2 separate regions of the Sus scrofa genome follow, and region 2 is linked to region 1. Evidence: chromatin contacts called from public Hi-C data. All regions are on one chromosome and are shown on one strand. The core of a region is the stretch at or near the end of the contact, and the rest is flanking DNA. Distances in the headings are between cores, read along the strand shown.

Region 1 (4,980 bases), core at 687-3,186:
AATATCATGCATTTGTCCACAGGAAACCTGCCCTTCAGAGGGTTCGGTAATAAGAAAAGTGGACCTAAGATTGTAAGTCAGAGAAGCGATTACTGCGTTAGTGCTGGTGCAGCCACGGACCTCTGGGCACATGAGTTTGCCGCCCTCACCTGGGTCGATGGATCTGGGGGAGATGCGTTCTTACTGTCATAAAACTCGAGTTCTTTTGTGAGTGGGGAGGTGGTTTCACATCTTGAGACAAGTAACCTCTCAGAAGGGGAAACAGCCAAAATAATGAGCAGATGTAAATGCAGTGTGAGAAGATCCCTGAGCGAGGTGCTGAGATTAGCGGGCAGGGAAGGCGATCTGGCCTTGGAACTTCCCGTGGGAGATGGGTAGCCATACAGGTTTTAGACCGGGCCCCTGTTACCGCTGCTGTCTGATCTGCAGCAGGGAGGCTTTGGAACACATGTCCCTCCCTTCGTTTGTATCTGTGCATCACTGGCCTGTCTTGCTTGGCACACACCGTGGCTCTGTCCTTGAGGAAGGGCCTTATCTCTGCGTGTGTTTCTTTGGCTTTCGAGGAGTGCCCCCTTTAACTCTGGTCCATCTCCCTCCCAGTTGCTGATGTGCGGCCTTGGTGATGTGGATGTGAACGACTGGCGACAACATTCTATTTACAAGAATGGCTACTGCCCAAACCACCCTGTGATTCAGTGGTTCTGGAAGGTAAGGCCAGGACCGGTCCCTGCTGCTCCTCCTGGGTCGGGTAGGGGGCCCTGTGCTGCTTCCCACGGTCCTGCTGCTGGAAGTCGGGGCGCTGCTGGCACCTGGCCTGCTGGGAGAGAAGAGCCGGCTGAATCCAAAGCAGCCCATCCTGCTGCTCTTCTGTAACTGTGGTAGACAGCAGTCTTGAAGCAGCCACCTGATTAACATGCTTTTGTTTGAGGATATCATTCAGGAGGATGATTCTGAAAAGCGAGATTCAAGAATTGGAACTAATCCTCCAAAGTGTAACCAAGAATGGGAGATTTCTCAGGGCAAAAACATGCTTTGGGACTGACTTTTCTAAGATGCCACTTTGGATTAAAAAACCCTTTTCCCAGATTTTTTTTTTTTCCCCCTGGTTAATTTCAACAAACATTATGATCTTTACATCTTTCAATCAAAGATACAGATAAAATCTGCTGTGCTCTCTGAAGGCCAGTGTTTGCATCCTGTTCAGCTTAGGAGAGAAGTGACAGAGAAAGTGGGGGTGGGTCCAAGGGAGAGATGGTAAACTGAGGAAAGAATAGTCACAGGGAAGAAAAGCTGATTATTTATTTGTGTTACTAATAATACTTCAGGTGCCAATAGCGAAACATAGAGAAAAGAAAAACAGAACCTTCAAATCCCCAAATCCTCATCCAAGTCTCGCTCAGCTTTAAGTTTGAATATTTTTTATTTCAATTCAAGGGGCTTTACCAGTGAAGGCAACTCGATTCTTAGAATAATTCAGATACATAAGATACACAGATTATTTCAGAGGCTACCCTGGCCTCTGTTTTTCTTTCTTTTTATAAAATGTTATCTTTAGAGAATTTGTCTATAGTCAGCAATCCCACCACATAACCTGGGTTCCCCCTGGGTCAACACTTCTCAAACTGTCTATGTTTATAGTTGGCCGGGGGCCACTGGCAAGCCTCATACAGAAACCTGAGCTCAGGGCCATTAGTGAGTTTGCTTTGAACACCACTTCTTTTGACCAGTTGGCAGAAGAAGAAAGAGACCTTGTGATCTCTCGCTCTCTGAGATCACAGAGGCCAGTACTGTGGTGACCGTAGGAAACCGCTTTTAGGGTCAATGGTCTAGATCTTCGGCTGCAGGGTAGTGAGGTTGTTTTGCCTGTCTGCATCACAGCAGCACGGGCCATGTGTCACATGGGCTCACCTGACCTTCTGCCTCCGTTCATAGGCTGTGCTGCTGATGGACGCCGAGAAGCGGATCCGGTTACTGCAGTTCGTCACCGGGACGTCCCGAGTACCTATGAATGGATTTGCCGAGCTTTATGGTGAGCAGGACACCTTTAGATTTTGTTCTCCTCTAGCCAGGCATCAGCTGCAGCCCGAGAAGAGTGCCTCCAGGCCCCTAGACAAGTGGACTTTGCACGGACCCTGAAGAGATGGGGCAATGTGCCCTCCTCTCAGCTGTGTGTGTAGTTCCCTTTACATGAAGGGGCAGGGGAGGGGGTCTTTTTTGTTTTCATGCAGAGAGTCCTAACATTGGTCTTTTCTTTTTTTTGGTGGGGGGGGGAGTTTTGTTTTTTGGTATATCTTCACAAACAACCGGATTTTGCAGAATCATTCCTGTGTTTGTAAACAGAATATTTAAGGCACTCCTTCCCTCCATGAGGCATATTCAAGGTCATGTTTCATTTTTTTCCCCCCAGAAGTAGTTCGAAATTTAAACTTCACGGGTTGGACTGAAAGGCTGTAGATGTCCGCATGTCCATATGTTGTCACGTCTGTTGTGTTCAGCTTGGCGCGATTCCAGTCTGACAGTGGCACAGAGTCTGTGTCATGAGGTTGTGCAGACCCCTTGCTTGCCCCGTTGTTAAACAGCCTCAGAGGGGGTCTCGGGCCCCCCGCCCCTCCCTTTCCTTTATCCCCTCCTTCACCATGTTCCTCTGCCTTGAGCCCTCTAAGCGTCTATTTTTCTTTGTTCTTTCATCTAGGTTCCAATGGTCCTCAGCTGTTTACAATAGAGCAATGGGGAAGTCCTGAGAAACTGCCCAGAGCTCACACATGGTGAGTGACGGAAAACCACCTGGTTGTCAACAAATAGTATTTTAAACATTTAGCGAGTATACTGCCGGGCTAGAGGCTAGAATGCTGTGTTCCCTGCCCATTCAGAATTTTGAGTATGAAATGTCAGTGATGCTGATGAAATTAAACCAAAATTTGAAGGGGGTCCTGTTGGAGATGTGAAGGCTTAAACCCACCCTTCCTGCTTCCTGCGGGGAGTTCCTCTCCCAAACTCCATCCTTCCGCAGTTATTCTGGGAAGCAGAAATTTCCCTGTGTATCCGCATGTGGATATGACAGCTCCCAGCCTCTCAACAGACTGGGTTTTTCCTCCCACCTTAAATTGGTCCAGAGCTATGGATAAATTCCCTGTAGCCACGTTGGTTAAAGGCCTTCCATGGCCAGCCAGAAGCCATCAGTCAGTGGGATTTGGTAGCGTCATTGGCCCGAGGAGTGTCAGGTCTGACCAAGGACCCCTGCCCAGGGAGACGCGCTGGCACAGCTGCGCTGAGGAGTTCTCCAGGCTGCGGGGTAGAGGGAGAGTTCTGTGAAACCCAGCACAGAGGGGACCTCAGGAGCTCCTGCCATTCAGGGTGCTGTGTCCCTCAGGCTGGTTTCCCCCTCAGGCTTTGCTCTCCTGCTCTTAGGAGGCAGGTGGCAGGGGCCTGTGGGACACATTCTGACCACACAGTGGCCTCCCTGCCCACAACAGGCCAGCGCAGCCAGAAGAGAGGGCTCCCCAAAGGGCATTTGTAGAAAACAGGCCTGGAGAGGTGTTGTGCTTCTGTTTGATTGCCTCACCTCACCGGAAAGCACGTTTTTTCCCCTGTCTGGACCATTCACATGACTCTGAATGACGTGGATGTGGTCACTGCCGTCAGCACCAGAGAACAGGTGACTCCAGCTAATGCTGGCCGATCATCAGGCAGTCTGTCCTTGATTCTCAGGGAGGATGTCTTGGCCATTTAGAGCTCTTGCTCCAAACAGTTTCAGAGTCCAGTGTAGCTTTCTGGGTTCTGGAGCCTTCATATGAAAGGTAGTCACACTGAAACTGAGACGAGTCCTAGGGCTGTCGGGATGGGTTCGGAGCTCCCAGACTCCCAGTCTGGTGATAAGAAAAAGGATTAAGAGCTGCATCCACTGTGGGTCAGGCCCTTGACCTTAGCAGCGGCATTCCTGTGGGCTCCTGGGAGAGACTTGCTCATGAGCACGTGGCTCACAGACCCAAATCACAGGATTTGAACTCAGGTCTGCTAGGATTAGACTCTGCGGTCACCCTGACCACTGCGGTCAAGCTGTTGCCTTGGTGATAGGATTCACTTTCCAGATTTTTCTACATGAACCAAGTAACTGAGTATTCATCCCACGTCCCTCTGTGACCCTCTATACAGACATCTTGCTGTGGAATGCTTCTTCTTTTCAGGGTCCACATGCTGAGCCAGCACGAACATATGGTGCTGCCCAGATAAGACCCTGAATTCAAAAGTTCTCAATCTTGGCTGCACGTTGGAACCACCTACACGTTAGAACCACCTACAAAGCATTAAAAAAAAAAAAAAAAAAAAAAAAAAAAAAAATTCCGTTACCGGAGCCCCACTTCCAAAGATTTTGACCTAGTTGGTGTGGTGTGTGACCTGGGCTGTGGGGTTTACAGGGCTCCCCAGGTGATTGGTGAGGTCTGCTGGGGTTTGAAATCACTGCTCTTCCTCAGGAAGGACATTGGAGGAAAGCACTCCCACAGGCTCTGACCAAAGCCTGTCTTCTTCCATGTATGTCACAGAATTACAGCCACCAGAGAATTTTCCTAATGGTGCCTTCCCCACTGGAAGAGGCGAGCGTATTTCTACCCAGGTGACACCAGCTGGCAGGCTGCAATTCACTGTTATTTCTGCTGCGTGGCTTTCCTTCCATCCAGCCTGGGTCCGACTGTAACGCAGAAAACAGGAGCTTTGCTGGCTTCGTCACAGCAACAGCCATATATGTGGCTAAATAAAATCTAGCCATATGTATGTTTAATTTCTTCCCTGTTTTATGGAAATATGAAGTACACAGTTAAGCTTCAAAATTAAAACCTGATTTACTAGGAGAGCCGGGACTGGTGGAGCTGCTTCTTCCTCACTTTTCATGAGGCTCTCAGATTGTAGCTGTTGAGTATCTTGAGGTTAAAGGGCTTCATTGCTTTGTTCTCTTAAAGGTCACTGCTTGGATATATAAAATTC
Region 2 (5,175 bases), core at 905-3,404, 120 kb before region 1:
TCAGTAGATAAGAAAACTTGAGTTACCTCAGCTTCTGTGGAGCCTGGAAAAATAAAATTGCTCTTTTTAAAAATACGAATCATGTGATTTTCCAGAGGAAAAACAACGGTTAGCGTCTCATGTCACCTTTCAGATGTATAATGTGTCCCTTCCTCTGGTTGTTCCTCTCACAGATTATAGGAAGGCACTTTTTGTTTCCTTTTCAAAATTCTGTGCCATGTATTTTGCCTCTGCTGAGATATTGTCAAAACAGTGCAGGCAGGACCTTAAGATCGCCTTACGTGTCTGTTCTTTCTTCTTTCTTTCTTTCCTTTCTTCTGCTGAGTCCACAGTATGTGAAAGTTCCAGGGCCAGGGATCAAAACCAAGTCACAGCAGTGACCCACACCACAGCAGCGATAACACCAGACCCTTCACCCACTGGGCCACCAGGGAGCTTCACCCTGCATGTCTTTAGATTCCATCTTCACGTTTGAAATGTTTGCCAGAGAAGGGGAAGCTGTTTTTGTTTTCCATTTTGGGGACACTTCTGGCTTGTGTCCATTGTGCTGACGACGCCATGTGGTTGTTGATAGCTAGGTGCTGGGTGATGTATGTAGAGTTTGTGATCTCATAACAAATTGGACTAATGTACGGATCCACTTGGGGAGCTGCAACTTGCCAGGTGCTCCATTTCAGACCAAGATGCTAGGGCTGTGTGACCACCAGTGAAGAGTTCAGATCTGGCCCTAAGACCTACGAGATTGTATCAGCATGTCCTTTGCAGAGTAAACACGGGAGGACAGTGTGGCAGAGGAGGATGACTGCAAATGTTTTCATCCCTCCCCCATCAAGAGGTAGTATTTCCCTTCCCCTTGAATCCCAGCTGGCCCTGCGAAAGCCGTGGCAGTGGTGCTGGGCTGGTTCTACATGGAGTCCGCATCCCGCCTGAGGGGAACTTGTGCTTTCAAGATCTGCTGCCATGTAAAGAAGCTCAAGGTAGCTTCATAGAGAAAAGTTCCTGCTTTCCACCACTGCCAGCACAGAGCCCAATAGGTGAGTGAAGCCTGGACGTTCCAGCTCCAGTCACCATCTAAGTGGCTGTTGTTGTTTTTAAGCCCCTGCATTTTGGGGTGGTTTGTTAGCAGCAGATCACCAAAAGCAACAGAGTTGTGGGGAAGTTAAACATTGCTTGTTCATCAGAGCCACCTCTGATAGGTAAGCTCAGCAGGGTGTGGGGCAGCGCGGTGTTCAGACAGCTGTTTTCCCGGAAGCTGGAGGAGGGCAGGCGTGCACAGGATGGGCAGACCAAATACCTCAGGGATACACTTGGCTTAGACAGCTGAGAAACAACTGCCACAGCCCAGAGGAGTGGAGAGTGGGTGTCTTGCTATCAGGAATGGAAATACTCAACTTGAAGGGAAAAAGATGTGTAGTTTAAGGAAACCCATCATGTTTTTAAAAGTTGCAGGAGAAACATTCTTAGCCTAGGCCTGTACCAAGATCCAGTTATTTGTTAAAATTTAGTTTATAGGTGGGTGGTAAAGAACGGTTCAGTATAGGATGTTAGTCTTAATTTTTTCCCCTTCCAAATGCTAGTGAATTTCAGGGTCCAATAAAATTTCGTTGACTATGTCCTCTAGGCTCTTGGAGCCATAGCAGTTGGTACAGGGTTTTTTGGGAGAAGGTGCTCAGGAAGCGGAATCAGTTGAGTTTCTATAGTAATTTGATTCGTTCTATAGTAATTTGATTCGTGTTAAATATAATTTAACTCTAAAGCAAAATCTGTTGTTACGTTTAAAGTCACAACAAACAACATTGGTTACAAAGCACACCTGTGTACTTTGTTGGCTTTTTCTCCAGGTCATGTGATTAACCACTACACATGCCTGTCTCAGACCAGAAAATGTCGCATGCAAAGAATTCCATGTTTCTTGAGTGATTTGTAAAGATACAAAGCCCAAGGGAGACATCCCGAGTGTGAAGGTGTGAGGCCCTGAGCAGCTTCCTCCCCAGGGAAACCACGGTCTGGCAGCTGCATCAGGTCCTCCCCTTGCCGCCTGAGTCGTGACCCCCTGGCCTTTCTGTCACAGCAGCCTCAGCAGCCTAGGGCCACACCCCACACCTGTTCCCTGGCCCAGACCGTGGGGCAGAGGTGGCACTCCATCTAGGGAAGGATGGAACGGGCAAGAGCAGGCACTTTACAAAGCAGAGGCTCCCATCTCTGGCCGAGCTCAGATCACCTGTGGGCAGCTGCTGTCGGCGGCGACCAGTCTCAGCCTGTCTGTCATCTCTTTGGGGCCATGTGGCCTCATGCCAGCAGGAGCAACTGGTTAGTTTAAGTCTTTGGCCTCTTTTGACACTTTTTCACGCTAATGTTTTGTTAGACTCTTGTTCAAGTCCAGTAGCAAAAGGAAAAATAAATGAATACTGGCCTTATGTTTAGGTTTTGCTTGCAGTTTTAAAAATAGCCTGCTGGAGTGTTTTAAATAAACAAAGCACTCGATTTAAGGTCCTCTTTCTGCCACTGACAGTTTCTCTGACCCCTGGTCATGTCACTTTTCTGAACCCACTTCCTTATTTGTTAAGTGACAGTGCGTGTGTTAGTGTTTCTGGAAGGAATAAATGAGGTAACTTTAAAAGCTCTGTCAGTGCTGATGTGCTGTACAAATGTGATTGATTTTATTATTGTTAAGAAAATACTTGCTAGAAAAAGTATAGTAATCCTTTTTTTCCTTCCTTAAGATGGCTTGAGAAGGATTTTAGGCTTAAGTGATTAAGGAAGGCCCCACATGTAACCAGCGAACCTCTTTGATTTGAACCATGCATCTGGCCGGACACTGGCCGCAGAATTGTCGGAATGCGTTGGCCGTGCACAGTTGTGAACTTTGATACCATTGTGCTAGGGCACTTTGCTGGAGTAGACCATGCCCTGCTATTGATCAAACATTTCTGTGTAGAGAGAATTGGTTTTTCCCTGGAGAGTATTTATTTCTTAGTGCCAGGCTCCAGGCTGGCCGTCCTACCCTCGGCCTTCTGCTTGGCAGCCATGCAGCCAGGTCATAAGGGGGAATTTATGGCAGGTCTTGGTAAGAATGCTGGACGAGGAGAAAGGTGACTTGGCTGTTGACGGGGAAGCGTGTTAGCTTTGGCATCTCTGGACCCACTTTGCCCTGGGGGCTTGGATTTAAACACTGCATCATGTGGGTTCCTTCCTGGGGGGAGGGGAGGAAGATTTAAGAAGGGGAAAGAAGAAATGCTTTGGTGAAAATAGAAGCAACAAATAAAGGATGGTGGGAGTTCCTGTCATAGCTCAGGAGTAACAAACCCAACTAATATCCATGAGTGCACAGGTTCGATCCTTGGCCTCACTCAGTGGATTAAGGATCCAGCATTGCTGTGAGCTCTGGTATAGGCCGCAGACCCGGCTTAGATCTGGCATTGCTGTGGCTGTGGTGTAGGCCAGTGGCTACAGCTCCAATTCGAACCCTAGACTGGGAGCTTCCATATGCCATGGGTGTGGCCCTAAAAATATTAAAATAAAATAGAAGATGGTAATTCTAGCATGATCCTTGAGGCAGCAGAGAAAGACAGGCTTTAGGCTGAGTTTCAGGAGCTCAGTTGCTGGGGGTGAGGGTGCATGGCTGGGGCTGTATATTCTGGACGTGTCCAGTTGGTTTGGGTAGCCTGGGAGCAGGGGAAAGAAAGGTTGTTGACCCAGCCTCTTGTTCACGGGGTAGATCTTGTAGTTGTGACAGTTCATTGTCCTCCAGTTGGTAGTTGCTAGATGTTAGTTGCTGGCTTGGTCATTGGTTCCATTTGTGTTTTTGGCTGGCTTCTCAGTAGGTATGAAAAGGGTAATTCAAACCTATGGCTTTTATTATTTTTAACCTTTTACAACTATGAAGGTAGATATCAGAAATTTAAATATATAAAAATTTGGGAGAGAAAATAGCCTATAAGTGTGTTTTGTATTTTGAGATTCTACAGTATATATATGTGTGTGTGTGTGTGTGTGTGTGTGTGTGTGTGTGTGTGAGAAATCCATTAACATATTCTACGAGCATGTTTTTAACTACTTCTGGATCATTGTTATAATCCACTGGTTGGATTGGCTAGGTAGGCTGTGGTCAAAAATTTCAGTTTTTCTAAGCATCCCGGATGATTCTAATGCAGGTGGTCTGTGACCCACTTCAAGAAACCCTAGTCTAGGAGATGTTAAATGATGCTTTGTTTAAAGACTGACAACCTTGGAAATATTTTCTCCTTGCCTTATTTATTTTCAGTGGTAGTGCCATTGTTTGAGAAATATAAAACATGACTTCTTTTTTAGAACAAAAGAAAATACTGAAGGGTATCAGTAATCCCATCTAGTTCTTTTTTAGCATTGACCCTCAGGGCTAAGAAATCCAGAGAGGCCTTCTCTCTATTGGAAATCTGTGTATTTCACCACAATGTGTAATGCTCGTTCTGGAGCTTGGGGTCTGACTTCTCAATATGGCCGAAGCCATTTGAAGATCAGAAACATTGGAGGCATCTTGCTCTCTCTGTCCATATCCACTCGGCAGCCAGACCCTGTCATTTCTCCCTCCTGCAGCTGCCCTTCCCCACCTGACCCCCACCACTGCTGAGGCCAGCTTCTTATCCAGAGCAGTAGCATCCCACCTGGTCAGACTGATAAGCACTTCCACACTGACTACAAATCCATTTTCCGTATTGCCACCCAAAAGTTTGATCCACGGAACTTCAACTCTTATCCTCTCATACTCTGCTAAAACCCCCTAGTGCTTCTCTCCCTTAATGCCACAATCTGTGTGTGTTCCTCACCGTATGGGTCTCTTGGCTCCATCCTTCCATCCACCACAAACATTCTCTGGTACAGCACTTTTCTAGACCTTTATTCCCCGTGGTCCCTCAAGGATGCTCTCCCTCCCCTTTTTGCCAGTCAAGTTTCTCTCTCTCTCTCTCTTTTTTTTTTTTTTTTCCTTTTCTTTTTTTGCCTTTTAGGGCTGTGGGCCCACGGCATATGGAGGTTCCCAGGCTAGGCATCTAATCGGAGCTGTTGCTGCCAGCCTCCACCACAGCCACAGCAGCACAGGATCCGATCTGCGTCTGCAACCTACACCCCAGCTCACGACAACACCAGATCCTTAACCCACTGAGCGAGGCCAGAGATCGAACCTGCAACCTCATGGTT

Evidence for each region. A called contact is a pair of places that touch in the nucleus more often than the background predicts.
Region 2: a contact with region 1 is called in a Hi-C map of liver, with 1.9 times the contacts expected there. The contact joins two enhancer-like sites. A contact is called at or near these places in 3 of 47 Hi-C or Micro-C datasets (liver and skeletal muscle).

The regions. Positions count from the first base shown.
Region 1 is chr1:162,372,002-162,376,981 of Sscrofa11.1, reverse strand. NEDD4L (E3 ubiquitin-protein ligase NEDD4-like) reads left to right here. Exons shown (of 32, transcript XM_021073866.1): 29 at 601-708; 30 at 1,933-2,029; 31 at 2,693-2,765. Among named protein-coding and RNA genes, the nearest start is that of MIR122, 45 kb to the right of the region's middle. Within about 2 kb of position 1,936, at least 10 of the 83 cell types and tissues checked have an H3K27ac peak or open chromatin away from gene starts, as enhancers often do. A contact at or near this core is called in liver and skeletal muscle, where this site is marked.
Region 2 is chr1:162,489,285-162,494,459 of Sscrofa11.1, reverse strand. All of the region lies in intron 5 of NEDD4L (E3 ubiquitin-protein ligase NEDD4-like), which reads left to right. Among named protein-coding and RNA genes, the nearest start is that of MIR122, 160 kb to the right of the region's middle. Within about 2 kb of position 2,154, at least 20 of the 83 cell types and tissues checked have an H3K27ac peak or open chromatin away from gene starts, as enhancers often do. A contact at or near this core is called in liver and skeletal muscle, where this site is marked.